2 separate regions of the Canis lupus genome follow, and region 1 is linked to region 2. The links are chromatin contacts, called in public Hi-C maps. All regions are on one chromosome and are shown on one strand. Each heading gives the region's core, a stretch centred on a gene start, on an enhancer-like site or on the middle of the called end of the contact. The rest is flanking DNA. Distances are from core to core; before and after follow the strand shown.

Region 1 (2,700 bases), core at 194-2,693, 160 kb before region 2:
TTCAGTTCTGTCCCTGGCGCGCTGGATACCCGCGTAGCCGGCGCTGGTGACGCGGGCACCGCTTCCGCTGGGCTCCGTCCTATTATTAATGTGGTTCCGATTCGCCAGCGCGCCTCAGCCGACGGGTCAAATGTTACCCCCCCGCCCCGGGCCCGGGCCCCGGGCCGTGGGGGCATCCGGGGCATCCACCGGCGTCCTGCAGGCTCTCGGGTACCCGCGACAGACACAACTTCGCTTTTGGGGTTATTTGAAACCGCAATAGATTGATGACTTTTGCACCGCAGACACTTGAGCCGCCCTGACGCTCCGGCCCCTCACCCGAGGCCACCACGAAAACGTGGTCGGGTCCTGGCCGCCGAGCTGCGCAGACGAGACGCAGGCGGGTTGGCGGGGAAAGTGTAAAGTGAACCGGCGGGCGCTGGGGAGGCTTTCCCGAAACCCCTCCCCCGCCGCCTGGAAACCCCAGAGTCGCCCCCCCCCCCCCCGCCTTCCCGGCCGGCGGCGGCTGCGCCCCTGCTCCTCCCCGACCCCCCCGCGAGCGCAGGCAACAGGCAGGCTGGGGCGCTCCGGTATTTACGGAGTAAGAATGACAATAAGTCCACGTCCCGGGACTGCCGTGCAATCTGTTAGTAATTTAGCGGGATGGGAATTTCCTTTCTCGGGCCTGCCAGTGGAAGCGCTTTTCCAAATTTCCACAGCGGGGGAAGCCTGCGATTTTACATAATGACTTCAGCATGCGGGGCTCCTCGGCGGCCCTCGTCTCCGGCTCCCGGCCCCTCCCCCCAGCCGAGTGTGACTCCCTGAGGACGCGGCGGACCCCGGCGTCCCGGCCGGCCCGCGCTCCCTCTGCGCCCGGGTCGCACCCCGCGCGCCCCTGCCCTGCGCGCCCGCGCCCGCCCCCCCGCGCGCCCCCGCGCTCCGCGTGCGCCCCTGCCGCCCCCCGTGCGCCCCCAGCCCGCCCCCCGTGCGCCCAGCGGGCCGGGCGAGCAGCGGCCTGGAGCGGGGAGGGCCGGCGCTCGGAGACTTTTCCTCCGGGCCCTGCGCTGGCTCGGGCGGGGGCGTGATGTCACGGCAGGGAGGGGGCGCGGGAGCGGCCGGGCCGGCGGGGAGGCGGGGAGGTGTTTTCCAGCTTTAAAAAGGCAGGAGGCAGAGCGCGGCCCTGCGTCAGAGCGAGACTTGGAGGACTCCAAACTCGCCGGCACAGTCGCCGCGCCGGATCCCGCGGCCGGGCGAGGGCACCGGGGCGCGGGAGCGCACCCTTCCGAGCCCCGCCACCCGCCAGCAAGCCCGGGCCCCAGGCGCAGCCGGGCCACCCGCGCGCACACCCCCCTGGATGACACTTCTCCGGGGCGCGCGGTGCTGAGCCGGGCCGGGCGCGCGTCCGCCGGGGCAGAGGTCTGCGTTCCCGGGAGAGCCGGCCGGGGCGGCGGCGCCGAGCGCCCGCTCTCCCGCTCTCCCGCTCTCCCGCTCTCCCGCTCTCCTGCGCTCCCGCCCCCCGCCGCCGCCGCCGCGTGGATGCCAAGTACCAGTTTTCCAGTCCCTTTCCAAGTTTCCACTCGGGCCTCCGGCTGCAGTCTGCGGGAGCGGAGAAAGTTTGGGGCCCGCGCCGCCCTCCGGCGGCAGCATGAAGTCGGCGGAGGAAGGTAAGCCGGCGGGTCGCCCCTACCCGGGCCCCCGCGGGTGCCGGGCCGGGGCGGGGGGGGAGCGAGCGGGCCCGGCCGGGGTCCGCCGCCGGGAGGGGTCCGCCGTGGCGAGGGGCGCGCGCGGCACCAACCGGGGAGCGGGGTCCCCCTGGTGTTCCCCGGAGCAGCCCCGGTTCCCAGCGCTCCCTCCTGCCAATAGGTGTCTCCTCTCCCCAGCGCTGCGCGCAGCCCGGCGGCGGACCGTGGCACAGGCTCAGCTCAGGCGCGGGCGGCCGGGACCGGGTGAGGGTAGGGCTCGCTCCACGGTGTCGGTGGGCTCTTTGGGAACGGAGGTGGCCGGTTTCTTCCCCAGTGGGGCAAGGCCACCAGGCGGCTTAGGAGACCAGCCCAGGACGTGAGGTGGGGTCTGCGCCCTTCCCCGCCCCCGCCCCCACCCCACCCCCACCCCGGCGCCGTCATGCTGGTAGCTCCGCCGGCAGAACTCTGGGGCATCGGATGCACAGTGTGGACACAGCCCCTAATTCAATCCATTTTGCAATCTTGCAGCCGGGAGTTGAGTTCAGCTGTAGAAAGTGGCTCAGGACAGTGTGAAAGGGACCCTCGAGTTTCAAGCCGCTTGTTTGTGGTCCCAAAGGTGCCTAAGTGTATGTCCCGAAAACACTCCTGCCTCCGAGTCTGGCCAACGGCCCCGCACGCCTGCCCTCCGCCCTACAGGAGCCAGCACCTGGCCCTGCGGCCTGGAGCTCCTGACGGGGGTGCTCCTGCAGGTGTCTGAGGACAGGCTCCAGCAGGGGCCACCAGCACCCTGAGTAGGGATCAGAACAGCAGATGTGCCCGGGAAATGGGGAGACAGCTTCCCAAACACCTCATCGGCTCCCAAGTATTTTTTTAAATTATTTTAGCAAAGTTGGCAAAGATGCCAGCGTGTAGTGGGGATTCCTCTTTTTATAAGGGCAGACGTCCTTCCAGCACCGTCCCCGGTGGCACCATCCCCTTAGTGGGCCCATGGCCACAGAGCCGCATCCTCCAAGGACTGGCAGCTTTGGGGAGGTACTTG
Region 2 (2,700 bases), core at 110-2,609:
ACCCCCAGCTGCTATGGAGATGGATGCACAGTAGGCTCCTTGGGGCTGGGCACAGGGCCTCCATCACGGCGCAGCTCCTTTGTCTCCCTGTGCCCCCAGCTCCATGCTCCAGCCCCTACCCTTTGGTTTGGGTGATTTGGTCACTCCTGGTCTCTGTGACTGCAATCAGACCCCAGGGTCCTCACCCACAGGCCTCCCCACCCCGCCCACCCCGAGAAACCAGGATGCTCAGGAGTCACCTCTAAATTGGACATCTCAAGGTGCCAGGGACACAGGTCGTAATCCATGGGTGGTGGGCGTGGAGCCCAATAATAGCAGGAGTGGGCCCACCGAGGTCCACGCAGGTGGCCCCAGCTGCACCCCTGCACCCGGGCTCCTGCTCCCCTGCACCTGGGTTCACAGGTGTTCAGCCTCCTCCCTGCACCCGGGCTCTAGGCAACCAGGCTGCTTCTGGTCCCTTAGACCTCTCAGGTGTAATCTGGCCATTCCTAAACCTCTTCCCCCCTGGCATGGTGACAGCACACCTCTCATTCAAGCCTGATCCCTCTCTTTTCCTGATTAGTAAACTGAGTTTTGCCATTTTTATTCCGAGGATGCTATAAATACAAAGAATTACATTTCATCCTGCACACATAATTTTCAAAGGTCCAATTGTGCCCCCGTGTGGTGACAGAAAAGACTGCCAAGCGGAGAAAGCCACAGGGAGAGTCTAACTTGCTTGCCCAGGGTCTTCAACACTACTTGCAGCAATTGCAAATAATCAAGGACGACGGCAGTGCCACACCAGCCTCTGTGCGAAGCCTCATCATATTGTCTTGTTCATTCTGTAAGGCCAGATACTATGTTTATTATCTGATTTATCTATTTATTTATTTCCTCAACAAATATTTCTTTTTTAAAAAAGATTTATTTATTTATTTATTCACGAGAGAGACAGACTGAGAGAGAGAGGCAGAGACACAGGCAGAGAGAGAAGCAGGCTCCCCGAGGGGAGCCTGATGCAGGACTTGATCTCAGATCCTAGGATCACAACCTGAGCCAAAAGGCAGGCACCCAACCACAGAGCCACCGAGGCGCCCCTCCACAAATATTTCTTAATGCATTTTATATAACCCTGGAGCATTTTAAGCAGTTGCTTCATAGTAGGAAATAAGACCCATTTTATGCAAGAGGAGTCTACAAAACCACAATCTTTCCTCCCTCCCAAAGCCAATTAATTACTTGGTATCTGAATTCCCCAAAATTGCAACACTTCATGATATGGAGAAATCGACAATGTCTTGGGTTTCTTCATTCTAATTGTTTTCCCCATGAAAAAGCTAGCAGTCATCCTGGCAGGTTAAGGGCATGTATGCTACGGGCAAGCCCCTGTGCTTCTGGATGCTGACTACTCTGCAAAAGTATAACAGACCAAGAGAGTTCTGGAGTTAGAGGCCAGAATCCAGACGCCACCACTCCAGTACCCAGTGTAGCTACAGCCGAATGAATGTCAGTCTCCTCACCCAGAAAATGAGAATAGGAACATGCCTTAGCTCACAGGATTGCCTCTAGGGTGGAATCAGGTACTGAGCTGAGGGCCCAGGAAGCACCGGCAGTGGGAGGTGAGGGCTCGCCACGGGGAAGACAGGACGGGACCAGAAAGAGCTTGGACTCACAGACTAATGGTTATTTCCAAACATCTGATTTTCAGGTTTCCAAACTGTTGGCTAAGTTCCACTAATCACTCTCTGCCCCCAGAGCCTCCTCATTCCTCTCCCCACCTCACATTGCACGCAGGGTGACAGGCTAGTAACTCCAAGCACGCACCCCAGGCCTCTAATTGTGTAAAGGGCCAGCTTCCTGATTGCATTAACAGCATGAGGAATTTCCAAATTACCAAGGGCCTTCTCCCCCGGCACAGCTACTCGACAACATGATATAAATCAGAGGCCTTGCTTCAGAGGCCGGGGAGAAGAGTGAAGGACTTGGAAGCCGATCAGCAGGTGGAGGACCCCAAACCAGGTGAGGAGACGTGGAGCTTCCCATTCTCACTGTGGTGAAGGGGCTTGTACCAAAGCCTCCCACGATCGTTTCTTCAGCACCGTCCCCAAACCTCAGATGCCTGAGCACCCCCACATGGCAGCCGGCATGCCCCTGTGTCACTGGTGCTATCAGGTACTTAATATATTTATTTAAAGTCATATTTACTTAATCATCTGGTTCACTTAGCCTTGTCCTAAGTAAGGAGGGTGGGAGGAACGTCCCCCCTGGCGGTGGCCACCTCCTATCACACTGGGAAGTGGCTGCGGTGCTGGCCTCGGGGAGCCTTCCTCGGGATGAACCCTCCTGGACTCTGAATATCCATACCCCACTGTGCTGCACCCCGCAAAGGGGTGAACTACACGCAGAAGCTCTATAGGAGGAGCTTTTGCAGGAGGATTCAGCAGCACGGAGAACCAGCCCCATCTTCTGTGACAGTAAATCACCTGTGGCGCCACCGTAGGGTCCCTGTCTGTGCTTTGTCTTGGTGACGTTACTTTCTATCCCAGCCACCGGCAGTCTTCAAAACAGAAATGGAATTTTTACTTGTGTGTTTGGAAACCACATCTATGGCTCCTATGAAACAAATTTCCCCAGGATTCTTTTATCTGACAGGCTAGAAAGTCATTTCTTTTTAAGGCTGTTTCTCCCTAAAACGTGCTTCCAAGCCGCAATTACACA

The links. A called contact is a pair of places that touch in the nucleus more often than the background predicts.
Region 1: a contact with region 2 is called in a Hi-C map of blood, with 4 times the contacts expected there. The contact joins the promoter of NFATC1 here to the enhancer-like site in region 2. A contact is called at or near these places in 3 of 9 Hi-C or Micro-C datasets (amygdala and blood).

Annotation. Positions count from the first base shown.
Region 1 is chr1:1,091,310-1,094,009 of UU_Cfam_GSD_1.0, reverse strand. NFATC1 (nuclear factor of activated T-cells, cytoplasmic 1) reads left to right here and starts at 1,443. Exons shown (of 13, transcript XM_038525723.1): 1 at 1,443-1,643. The coding sequence starts at 1,516.
Region 2 is chr1:928,625-931,324 of UU_Cfam_GSD_1.0, reverse strand. No RefSeq gene overlaps it. Among named protein-coding and RNA genes, the nearest start is that of CTDP1, 15 kb to the right of the region's middle. Within about 2 kb of position 1,359, at least 2 of the 20 cell types and tissues checked have an H3K27ac peak or open chromatin away from gene starts, as enhancers often do. A contact at or near this core is called in blood, where this site is marked.